Linked DNA regions of Oryctolagus cuniculus: region 1 is linked to region 2. A link is a contact called in public Hi-C data. All regions are on one chromosome and are shown on one strand. The core of a region is the stretch at or near the end of the contact, and the rest is flanking DNA. Distances in the headings are between cores, read along the strand shown. Region 1 overlaps CHN2 (chimerin 2). Region 2 holds the start of CHN2 (chimerin 2).

Evidence for each region. Hi-C and Micro-C count contacts between places; a contact is called where the count stands out from the background.
Region 1: a Hi-C map of an unstated tissue shows a contact between it and region 2, with 2.2 times the contacts expected there. The contact joins the enhancer-like site here to the promoter of CHN2 in region 2. A contact is called at or near these places in 2 of 6 Hi-C or Micro-C datasets (skin fibroblasts and an unstated tissue).

Annotation. Positions count from the first base shown.
Region 1 is chr16:20,803,619-20,809,800 of mOryCun1.1, reverse strand. The region is part of intron 1 of CHN2 (chimerin 2); the gene reads right to left. Among named protein-coding and RNA genes, the nearest start is that of CHN2, 49 kb to the right of the region's middle. Within about 2 kb of position 3,335, at least 1 of the 8 cell types and tissues checked has an H3K27ac peak or open chromatin away from gene starts, as enhancers often do.
Region 2 is chr16:20,755,639-20,762,101 of mOryCun1.1, reverse strand. It overlaps CHN2 (chimerin 2), which reads right to left and starts at 4,365. Exons shown (of 13, transcript XM_070059690.1): 1 at 3,891-4,365. The coding sequence starts at 3,939.

The DNA of each region.
Region 1 (6,182 bases), core at 2,086-4,585, 49 kb before region 2:
GCTCCACCTGCATCAAACTGCTCTGTCGAGTTATCTCTGTTCACTGGTCCCTCTTCCCGGAGGGCCCTGCCTCCTTTCTGGCCTAGTAAAATCCCATTCATCATCCAAGTGCTGGTAAACATGCTACCACTTCCATGAAATAGTTTCTGAAGCCCCTAGGCATGGCAGATGCTGTTTCCCTCTGGTCTGTAACAGTATCAGCACATACAGGGGTTGCAAGAGGGCCCCCCCTAGTCCCCGCTCAGTTTCACCTGTTACAATCCTAACCTTCAAGGTGATGGGGTTATGGGGTGGAGGCCCTGGATGATTAGGTTAAGAGAGCAGAGCCAATGAGAGCATGGGGTTGGTACTCTAGAACTCCTTCATCCATTCCACCATCAGAGGCTACAGTGAGAAGACGACCACCCATCAGGCCCTCACTGCTCTTGGACTCAGTAGTCTCCCGAATCATGAGACATAAATTTCTACTCCTACTGCTTGTAGGAACCCAGTTCATGCTAGTCTGTCCTATTGGTGGAAATGGACTAAGATGTGCATTTAAGCCATGTGAGCTACTTGTCAGCCATGGTGCTGCCTTATCTTTGTCACCAGGGCACCTGCAAGCAGGTGCTCAACGGCTGCCGTGAAAGATAAACAGATCATGCTAATCAAAGAATATATTAACCAATGAATAGAAATGATGCCTATCATGGCCTTGGTTTGACCCCATAAAGCAGCTTCGGTGTCCTTCCCAAAAGCCTGTTCTAGTGTAGCAACTCCTGCAGTGAACAGTCTCTGAGACTCTGTCCACTCCACACCAGGGCCCATCTTCCCACATTCTTGTGGGCTGTGTGGACCCGAACCAGGAGAGGGACACTGACCTCTGAGCACCTCTGTGCTTCTGCCCAAGGCAGGAAGTGATTCTGTCCCTGAAACATGAATCCTAGATGATGACCTCACCAGGGTGTCACCTGTCCCTCTCTGAGCAAATGGGAGTAAGTTGTGTGCTAGGAGTCTTCCTCTGTATGCTACCAAGGCCTTGCCAAGTGCTGCATGGGTGTTTGTGAAATGAACAAAGTTCTCCAGCCACGTTTCATGAGATGTCTTACCTCAGCCTTAGAAACTTCCCGATGGAGAAAGAGATGAAGTTGGCACGAGTGCCATCAATCCGGGCATGTGCACAGAGCCCCATGTGTTACCAGGGGCCATGATGGAAGAGGAAAGCAGCCGCGGCTTCAAGCAGGAGCTATCCGAGATGCTCACAGCTGACGCAGGGGAAACCCTTCCATGAACTAAGAGGCGTGGAAGGTGAAGGGTTCCAAGCGGCCAGAACAGCAGAAGCAAAAGCTTGGGAATGTGAAAATAGAGACCACGCAGGGAAACTGTCAGTCTTTGTCATCCGCCTCCACTGGACAGGCAGCGTCACTCCAGCACTTGGCTCAGGCTCTGAGCGTCCACTTACCAGCTATGTGGCCTTGGGCAAGACCCTCCATCTCCCAGGGACTCAGCTTCACCACCCATCAGAGAGAGGCGATGACACCTTGCAGAATTGCTCTAGGAATGTAGAATGTGCACAAAGTCTGCCTTCAATCAATGCTACCATTTAGACGCAGCCTGGCCCCCAAAGATTCAACAGCAGTGTGGGGATATGAGAGGTTTGGGGCCAAGTGGAAGGTGGTCAGGCCAGCGGGCCACTGCCCTTGTTAGGGATTAATGTAGTTCTTGTGACCCCCGTTAGCTCCTAAGAGAACAAGCTGGCCTCTCTGCCTCATGCACTCCCACTGTTGTGATGCCACCTGATGTGAGGCTCCCACCAGGGGCCAAAAACCAATGGGACTGCCTGATCCTGGACTCCCATCCTCCAACACTGTGAGCTAAAGAAACCTCTTTATACATTACCTACTCTTGGGTATTTTGTTAGAGCAATGGGAGATGGACCAATGCAACAAAAGTATCAGGATGATGCTGATGACGATGATGAAGCTCCTTGAAGACAAGAGACCATGTCTTACTCTTCCTGGTCCCCACTAAGCCATCCTGCTGTTCTCAGATTCAATGGAGATAAGTATTTATTGGCCTAAATGAACCTCCTTGCCTTTTTATTTCTATCATTGCTCCTTGGGCTTATCTTTTGCTCTTCAAAGAAAGGTTTACAACATTTCGCTAGCCTGATTGGACCCTGAAGACAGTCTATAGACTATGGAGGCCTGAAACACAGAGCCTGCCCACTGTGAATTGACAAACACAGTAGGGACAGCCTGATAGAAATGTATTCAATCTATTGGTCATAGAGTACAAAGGGCTCACAGGAGAAGGAGATCTATGAGGCTCAGAGTCTTTCAAAGACAGGGTGGGCAGGACTGTAGTAAGCAGAGAAGAAGGGAGGCCACAGGCACTGCGTGTAAAGCATTTGCCTATCAAAGAAGAGCGACCGAGCAGGGAAGTGTGCAGCATGGTCAAGGCCTGTGCAGAAAACTGAAGACAGGGCCTGAAAAGTGGTGCAAGGTCAGACCGAGAGAGACCTGAAGGTCAAGATGAAGGTTCAGCACCTGTCTCACGAAAAGTGACAGCCACAAGTGGTATGGCCTGAGGGCATAGAACGCAAGGCTGGGAAATTGCTTGTAGACTAGAGAGTCAAGATTTACTCCCCTCTAAAAGACCAGAGCACCGGGCCTAAGGAAATTGTCTTTCTCAAGGTCATGTGGCTCCTTATGGACAGACCTGGGATGAAAACCTTGGCTTCCCGATTATCAGTCTGGATCTGCAACCCCCACACCAGAAATGACAACGTGCGGCTCCTACACTCCCTCCTCGTCCTTCACCCCAGGGAGTCATCTCTCAGATCAGGGAGTCCAGACTCAACCCTCAACAGTGTGCCACGCCCCACCAACAGGTGGCGCTGCTCCCAGAAATGGAACCCATCAGCCCTCAGCTTTGCTGCCTTGATAGGAAAATTACTGCTTTGAGGGATGGACCTTTGGCTCAGCAGTCAGGATGCCTGCATCCCACATGGGAGTGCCTGGGTTCAGGTCCTGGCTCGAACTCCAATTCCAGCTTCCTGCTAATGTGCACCCCGGGAGGCAGCAGGTGAGGTGATGACTCAAGTAGCTGGGTCTCTGCCAAGCACATGGGAGACCTGGATGGAGTTCCTTCACTCCTGGCTTCCTCGTCTGACCCAGCCATGGCTGTGGCAGGCACTTAGGGAATGAAATAGTGGCTGGATGATCTCTCTGCCTTTCAAATTATTTAATTAAAAAAAAAAAAAGCTTGAAGTTTTTACACAGAATAGCAGAAGTGACCAAGGGAGGCCCCAGTCACCCACAAAGTCATCCCATGAGTGCATCCCCCTGGTGAGCGACAACCTGTTTGCCTGCGTGAGCTCAGGCATTTAGTCTCCAGCAGACAAGTCCGGCTAACTGCAGCCACCCCTGCTTCGTCTGCCACGTTCACTCCACAGCAGTTTATCTTTCACATCAAAACTACAACAGAAAATAGAGGGGGAACCCTGCACTGCTCAGAGTCCTCAAATCCGTGGTCACACCACGCTGGAGGATGGCGGGCAGAGGGGAGAGTGGGGGGGAGGGGGAAGAAAATAACATATTAACTACAGACTTAAAATTAAGCACCACGCAGTGTTTCCTTTTCAGTTTAGAAATCACTAAACAAAAATGGAGAAAAAAAGTCAGGAAGTCCCCTCCTTAGCATTAACAATAGAACAATCCAGCGAGCTGTTACACAGGGCGACTTTTTTTTAAAGAGGCACTGAATGTTCAGGGCTGCCGGGTCCTGACTGCTGGCCCCACTTGGGTGCACGCTGGCGCCTATAAATAGATCTGCAATCGAGATGAACTGCAATTAGCCCCAGACTTATTTAAATGATAGAATTGGAGATTAAGGAGCTCTATTGGCAAGCACAGGAGTAGCAAGTGTGGGAATTTTGGATTCTCTTCCCTCCATAGCCTTGAGGCTTGGGGAAGAGTCTTGCTTCTCTGTTCGAATTTGTTTCACCCCAAGAAGTGATAACAGATACTGGCACATATTTCACAAGCAAATTTCTGGACTACTTTAAGATCCTTCTAATACAGAATCAGTGTAACATATACAAAGTAACATTATATCACTTATACAAACAAAACAATGCCTGCGTGATGGTTAACTGGCATATTAAAACCTGAATGTCAAAAATAGGTAATCTGAGACATCCTCATATAAACTATTTTGCTCATTTCCCCCAGAAAGACTCTCCATGGAATCCCTTTTAAAAGAAAAAAAAAGGTTTTATCTGCATTCTTTAAGTGATTGAATATAGGAAATTTTGACTGGTATCCAACACTTCAGGATTACACCTGCAACCCAAAGTGAAATGCACTTGTGTGAGGTGGACTTTGATGGGCCCAGAACGAATGGGAAATATCCTGAGATTCACCCCATGAGATATGACTCACGGGAACAGAAGTCACCATATTTTACAAGTTTTTTTGTTCTTGTGGTTTCTCCATAATATTTACCAAAAAAGTCCCATTTTCTAAAAAGTAATTTCCTCCCCATCCCATATATCTAAAACTAATTAACTGATTATGTAAAAATGGAATTTAATTACGAGCAAGCCACCTCTCAGAACACACACACAATATGTTTATTTTAAATGATCACAAATATGTCCCCCATTGTATTTGTTTCCTTGCTTGTTCCTTGAATAAATAACACAGGGATTAATAAAAATGCGCTTGTTCCCCTCCCTGTGGGAATATTTTGTAACACACGTGTAAGGGTTAACTTTACTTCCCATGAAAGACAAAGGCAAGCGTTCACCTGGAGAACTGCAATTCCTCTTTCCTTGTAGGAAGACCTGATCTTTCACTCGTCCTTTCTTTTCCTCTTCCAGGAGGAAAGTCAGAGCGACAGAATTTCCCACACTGCACTCAGAGGCTCTCACTACAGGAGTTTAGCTTTTAAACCTGTACCTGTGTGTATCCAAGACCGCTCTGAACACACGCAGACAGCCATCCACGAGAAACTGCAGTGCTCTCGGACCACAGGGCTATGTATTCTCCCGAAAGGTCTCCTCACCTGAATCCAGCCCTCTATAGCTGTAGAAATAACTTATCTAAGGTGCTCAGCATGCCAGCATTACCTAGCAGTAAGATGCTGGCTCCGACACCCACATCCCATTTCAGAGTGCCTGGGTTCAATTTGCAGCTCCAGCTCCCAATTCCAGCTTCCTGCTAATGCACACCCTGGGAGGCAGCAGATGATGGCTCAAGTAGTTGGCTCCCTGCCACCCACATGGAAGACCAGGATTGAGTTCCTGGCTCCTGGCTTTGGTCCAGAACTAGCATCCAGCTGTTGCAGACATCTGGGGAACAAACAAGTCAATGGAAGTACACACGCTCTCTGTCTCTCAAAAAGTGATTCTTGGCCGGCACCGCAGCTCACTAGGCTAATCCTCTGCCTGCGGCGCCGGTATCCCAGGGTGCCAGGTTCTAGTCCCAGTTGGTCCTCTTCCAGTCCAGCTCTCTGCTGTGGCCCAGGAAGGCAGTGGAGGATGGCCCAAGTGCTTGGGCCCTGCACCCGCATGGGAGACCAGGAGGAAGCACCTGGCTCCTGGCTTCGGATCGGCACAGTGTGCTGGCTGTGGCGGCCATTTGGGGGTGAACCAACGGAAGGAAGACCTTTCTCTCTCTCTCTAACTCTGTCAAAAAAAAAAAAAAAAGTGATTCTTAAGAAATAAATTTTAAAATAAAATGCTGATAAGCCAATTCTGCTTCCACCAAGACAATCCCTGACTGCCCTAAGAGAGGCTGCCGGGGCTGCATTTAATGCCTGAAAGAAGCAGGAGGGACATCCATGCCTGGCGTCTGCAGCGGGCAGCCACAGCTGAGTGTGCAGCTCCCACCGCCCTCTGTGTGAAGATGAGCTCTCTGATTTGCACTTCCAATTTTCCCTCCCAACCATGCCAGAGAGATGGTGTTACACAAACTCAACTGCCAGTCTCTGCCTGTCGAAGGGCTGCTGTCTGCTTTCCAAAGCCGCTGGAGAGGAGGCCAGTGACACGGCAGATAGAAGCCCTGCAGGTCAGCGCAGGGGCGGCACAGCTAGGGTCCACGCCTGCTTCTGTCACTTGCTGTGTGACACCAGGACACAAAGGTAAAAAGGGTTGTCTGATCAGAGGGTAGTCGTGACCATCAAATGAGCTGCATGAA
Region 2 (6,463 bases), core at 3,116-5,615:
ACCACAGACTAGATTAAAAGCTTAAGGATAAAGTTTTTTTTTTTTTTTTTTGCAATTTAAAACAAAGGTAATCAAACCTTCCTGCCAATCTAGGTGCTTGAAATTTAATTACCAGCAGTTATCATTAAAACTACGGCAAAGCAATTTATTTTGCTCATAATTGAACATTCCAGAAAAAAATTTCTAAAGCCTTCTCAGAAAATGTATTTTTAAATTAATTTTAACCTGATTATCTCATTTGTTATGTCTCAGTTGGTAGCGCAGAATAAATGACACACTTGGGTGATGTAGTTAAACAACAGCAAGTGAGAACCTATTCTCAGGAAAATCAGATAACTTGGAGCCTAACACTGAGTAAATTATTAGATCTTGACTCTGCACAAACACAACTGGATCTGAACCGCCCACTGCTATTCCTCAAGGGGAGCATGAGCCCATGTGGAGCCCCCCACTCTGGATGCGGATGCTACAGACCCATGGTTCCTTCAGGAGCGCTCAGTGCCCCAGTGCATCCACTGGCTTCCTCAACAGACATGCATGATGCTGTCCTTGGGCCTCTAGACATAGCGGTCCAGGAAGGGGCAACCACCCAGGGACAGGATCAACAGCCTCATCAGCAAAGTCACAACAAGGCCAGAAGCTTCCCCATCACCCCGTTTTTACCTAAGCTCTTGCTGCTTTCTGGAAAATTCCTGCTCATCCTTTGAGGCCGAATCATGTCACCGCCACAGATCCCCCCACTGAGGCCTTGACCCCCTTCCCCTGCACAGAGCTCATGCGATCAGACTAGAAGATACATTGCCACCTGCTTGTCCGCTTCAGCTGCTACTGGCTAAGGGAAAGGCTCTTGATTGGCCTCTCTGCTCCAAGCACTCAGGACTACACCTGAAACCCAGAAGACACTCAGTAGCTGCTTAACGAAGCCCAAAAGGCAAGATCACATTTCACGTGTGATGGAAGAGACAGGTGTTATGGGTGTTGGGCTTATTTCTGCACCTAACTGAGCCAGTGAGTGCCTTCTTTTCCATTACTCCAAAGAATTCAGTTTATTGGCACCAAGCACTTAGTAAAAGCCTGGGGCCCTGTGCTCAATGCTCTTCACACATCCTCTCGTTAATCCCCACAACTCTTCTGTGAAGTGGGTCCTGTGTTAGCATTAGCTTCATTTACAGATGAGCAAAGTGAGGCAACACGAAGTCCATAACTCATCCCAAGACACTCACTTGGTCAGCCGTGGAGCCACAATTCAGACACTAATCCCAGTAATCCAGAGCTAGAAGGAAACCCAGGACCGGCGCCGTGGCTCAATGGGCTAATCCTCCACCTGCGGCACCAGCACACCAGATTCTAGTCCCGGTCGGGGCACCGGATTCTGTCCCGGTTGCCCCTCTTCCAGGCCAGCTCTCTGCTGTGGCCCGGGAGTGCAGTGGAGGATGGCCCAAGTGCTTGGGCCCTGCACCAGCAAGGGAGACCAGGAGAAGCACCTGGCTCCTGGCTTCAGATCAGCGCGGTGAGCCAGCCACAGCGCGCCGGCCGCGGCGGCCATTGGAGGGTGAACCAACGGCAAAAGGAAGACCTTTCTCTCTGTGTCTCTCACTGTCCACTCTGCCTGTCAAAAAAAAAAAAAAAAAGGAAACCCAGAATCACCACATCCTCACGTAACCTCCTTGAAGTTGGAGCGTACATGTTAACCCCTGGCACACAGTAGGTCCTTGAAAGTGGTGATTAATAGATGCACTGCACGAAGGGCCCTAATTTCTCAGGGACAGCCCAGCTGCCACCACAAAGAGCCTCTGTTCTTGCCTGCCCAACACCTCCCAGGTGTGAATTGCTTCTCTCCTCTGAATTATTCATGATCCACACAATGCTAAGGGTGCTTAAATCAGAGAACCACAATTCCATGTTTTTCCAAAGTGCCTGATTAATCAGTGAATTAGGCAATGTAAGTTCACGGGCTCCAAATAACACAATCATGTCCACTCTTGGAATTTCAGCCGTCACGTAATTCCCCAGTTTCTGTCCCAGAGGAACACAAGGCAGGAGCGAGGACCGTGGTTAGCAGCTCTGTCCTATCTGGAAAGCCATCACCATCAGCTAGGGCGTGCACCCTGCTGCTTCTACGCAAGGTATCCTTCCCAGGGCTGAGTCAGGGCTTTCAATCTGGTTCTGTAAAGCTGCATGAGGATCCAAAAACTCACCCCGCACGGCGGCGTTACTAGCGCCCCAGTAAGTCAGCCGGCCAACTTGTGCCTCTCTCTCCTGCTCCTACCGTCCCTTCGCCATCTCTCCTCCACCAGTTGATTTTCTCGTGGGCAGTTTTCAGGGCGGGAAAGCCATACGCTAACAAGTCAGCCAACATCACTATGTTTTAAGTTCAATGTTAGTCAACCAAAATGAATTGAGAAGCAGCAGCAGCGGTTTGAGGGTACTAAAAATAAGCTGCAGCATTTGCTGAGTTCTCAGAATTCAAACCACAGGCGGTCGACTTGTTGCTGCGCTTAATAAGATAGGACTGCTCTGCCCCCTTAGCTGCTACTGGCAAAAACTTGAACTAGGTTGTGAACCGCACAAGGCTGTGTTTGTGATTAGTTGGCAGCGATGGAGAAAGGAAGTGACATTTCCCTGGAATGACACCTGCCAAAGAAAGATAACAGATGGCTTTCCAATGATCACCTGGAGCCACACCACAATCGCGCCTCTGTCAGACTCACCCCACATGTAAGGTCTGATCAGTTTCGTGTCTATAGATATGGCTCCTTTTATGCCTGGCTGGCTGGCCAATGCCTCCCAAAAGGCGTCCCTGCCTTGGAGTTTAATTTGGGAACAATAAAAAGACCACAACAGGGCTTAATACGTTATTAACACATCGAGCACTTCCATTAGGACTCAAGACCTTCCTGCCCCTTCAATACTGCCTGGTACACACCAGCCAGCCCTTCAGGGCTTGCCATTAGAGTTCTCAGTGACCACAGACGCGGGGAGCCCTGCCTAATGCATCATTCTGATTAGAAACCTGTCATACTCAGGAATCGGAGTCTGTCCATTGATTCCTACTCCTTCAGAGTCGTTAGCTAATTTTTTCTCCAGTTAGATCCGCTGATCAACTGTAGAAAGGCTCAAATAAGCCTTCCCTTTGCTCAGCCACACTGCAAAGGGGTGAAATGTTCGCCTTCAAAGTAAAATTACAGAGTATCCTAAGGAAATGTCCAAGGAGAGTCAGTCAGTCAGTCTCTCTCTCTCTCTCTCTCTACACACACACACACACACACACACACACACACACACACAATGTAAAGGTGCCGAGTCAGGAGCTGGGTTCGACCTCGCTTCCCCAAACCCACTTCCATCAAGACCAGGACACCAGCCCACCCCGCTGCGACCTCCCACCCGTGCCTCAAGCGAGCGTCTCCACAGCGCTCATTTCTGAAACAAAGAAAGAAAACCAAGTCTGCGAGGAGCCAGGGTGTGCGCCCCTCGCCTTGGGATTTGGGTATCCAGGGTGGCGGGCGCCGCGCCGCCAACAGGTCGGGGGCGCCCCGCTTCGCCCTAAGCTTCCCCGCCCCGCCGGCCCCCAACTCCCGCGGCGCCACCCAGCGCGAGGTTGCCAGGCTCCTTTCGCCGCGCGCCTGCTGCGCCCGCAGCCCAGCACCCCGGCGCCCGCACACGGAGGGCGCCACCGCCGCCCGCCTCGGCTCTGTCAGCTGTCGGCGCCTAGGTGCGGTGGGCGCCGAGGGGCCCTCCGGCAGCCGAACGAGTGTGCCCCCCGCACGCCAGCCCCGCCGTGGAGCGCCGCCGGCCCGCCACAGGTAGCTCGGGGCGTGCCAGGGCGCGGGGCGAGGGCAGGGGGCGCGCCCCGGCACGGCCGCCGCGCCCGCGGAGCTGGAACTCACCGGAGGACACCGAGGAGCCGGACAGGCTGGAGTTGCTGGACGCAGCCATCTCGGGCGCCCCGCGCGTCGCTGCTCGCTCAGCCGCGCTGCCGGCGCCGCCGCCGCTGTCCTGGGTCGGCCGCTCGCAGCCTCCGCGGCCCCCAGCCCATGGCAAAGTGCTGGGGACGCGCAGAAAGCACGAGCCTCCGGACTCTGCCTGCACTTCCTGCTCCACCAGATGACGCGCTGCTGCCGCCGCTATTTATTTGTGGTTTCCGTCCCTCTCCGCGCCTTTGCGCGCTTTTCTCGGGGGGCCTGGGAGAGGAAGGTGCGAGCGCAGGGCGCACGGGGGTCGGCTGGCCGGGCGCGCGGGTCGGGGCTCTGGCCGAGCGTCACGGCCGTCGGCGCTACCCCGCGCGCGGCTGGGACCTGGGCGCGCCGGCGGCCCCGAGCCGCCCCGCCAGCCCTGCGCTCACCCTCGGGCTGGGCTCCCGCCTCCGCGGCCGTACTCTGAGCTGCACGGGCACCGGCGGCGGGAGACACACCGACAGCGCGACCTCCCCCTCCTCCCTCCGCCCCAGCCCGGCTCGCGCGCACACAAAGGAAGGAGCGGAGCCGCGGGCTGGTTCAGCTGCCGCGGGCTTGACAGCTCCTGCCTCGGGGGCTGGCGGGAGGGAAGCCGAGGGTGGGAGCGGCCCCCGAGGTGCTGGAGAGGCCGGCGGGGGCGCGGCTGCCGCGCCCAGCGCTGCTCGCGGGGTCTGAAGGCGACCGGGCGGGGCTGCAGGGGGAGGCGGTGGCGCCCGGCGACCCGGAGGGCGAGGGCGGGATCGCGCTGGACGCGGGGCTGGGCCGAGGGGCTCAGGAATGGCCAGGGCGGCTGGGCAGCGCGCCTTCCACTGCCTTCCAGATTTGTCCTTTGTTTTTCTGGAGCTGAAGACCCCTGCCCAGCTCCCCAAACACCCCGGAAGCCACTCCAGCTACACTTAAGTATCCCAGGCACGGACTGTGCCCGCCGGGGCAACGGGGCTTCGGAGAGTGGCCTTCAAAGAAACGGACGTCCTGAGTGTGCTAACTGGGGCTCACACAAAGCCAGTGTCAAAGAGATTCTCCGACTACGTCGGGCAGAAGAGCCTCCCAAGAGCCCGGAGACTTGGCAGAGGGTCTGACTGCACCCTTTAAGGGCCAGGGACCACTCAGGTGTGAGACAGACTGCCGTGCAAGGTGTGTGCCTCCTCCCACCCCCATTTAAACCTCAATTAATTTCACTGGGAGGAAGTATCACACAGATTTTTTAAGTCTGTTTCACGCTCCCAGCAGGGCAATCGGTTCTTTGAATCCTGAAGCAACAGAAAACTGTGAAATTTGAACAGAAATTGGTAGATCAAAGGGAAAAGCAAACATTAAAGGAACGAAAATGCTCTCATTATATAGCAAAATGGAAAGTGTTCACGTCGGGGTGGCTCAATTTCTGAAAACACGGCTAAAAGGACATAGTCAATTTAAAAATTAGCGGAAGCGACTGGGGAACAGCAGCCAGGTCCTGGGGGGGTCCACGTGGAGCTAACACCGTGTGGATAATAAATGTTAAGTAATCACAGTACGCACCCATGTCATGCTCCCCAGATGATGTCGGCCATATGCGTTCCCTGCAGGATGCCAGTGTGTCTTCCCAGTAAGGCTGCTTCTTTAAAGTGTGGCTTGCTGAAGCGCGCAGGGCCGGGCAGTGCCTGCCAGTGGCCTCGGACCGTGTTTTTCAGGCCATCATCGGCTTGCACCTTGTAAGCCGTGCTGCCTGGTCGCTTCCTCCATCCTCTCCCAACATCTCCCTCTTTTGTGCCGGGCAGCCTTGGTGCAACTGCACTGGGAACCCTTCAGGGAGCTGCATGCCCTTGACCTCTCTCTAGGAGCAGAACTCCCCCCTTCCCCAGGTCCTAATGGAAGGTGGCCTTGGCCTGCATCCCTGCAGGTCTTTCAATGGCTCGGCCCTGCACCCCAGCAGGAGTGTTGCTCCTCCGGCTTTGAAGAAGACAAACCTGGGTTCACACCCTGGGTCGTCCCCTTGCCAGCCGTGAGATCTTTAGCAAATGACTGACTTGGTGGGCCTCACCTGCAACAACAACAAAAAACCCAGATAAGGGAGTGTGTTAAGTGACGGTTAAATGAGATATGTACAAAACCACAATGCTCCTGGCCCAAAGTCCATGTTCCCAACCAATTGTAAATTGCTGCCTGAAGGATCCTGCCTGTAGTTTAAGCAACTTTCTTTTTATCAGGAGACAGCTAATCAGCAGTGATTTGTTCTACCAGGGGAAACAGCTCCTCCCTGACCCACGAGCTACACCTTTCTTGTCCCAAATTGAGCAACAAGTATAAGTTTCATTACTCTGAAGTCACAGAAATGCAACTCAGACTCTATTTGTGCAGTTCGGATGGTAGCATCGATAGCATTGCCTTCATAAGCTTTAGTTACTTAGAGAAAGCAAAGCATGGCCCGGTCACGTAGATGACTTTCATGATTCCAGACAACAAATAGGGGGCAGCTGTCTGGCTTAGCCGTGAAGACACCAGCCTCCCGCATCGGAGTGCCTGGGTTT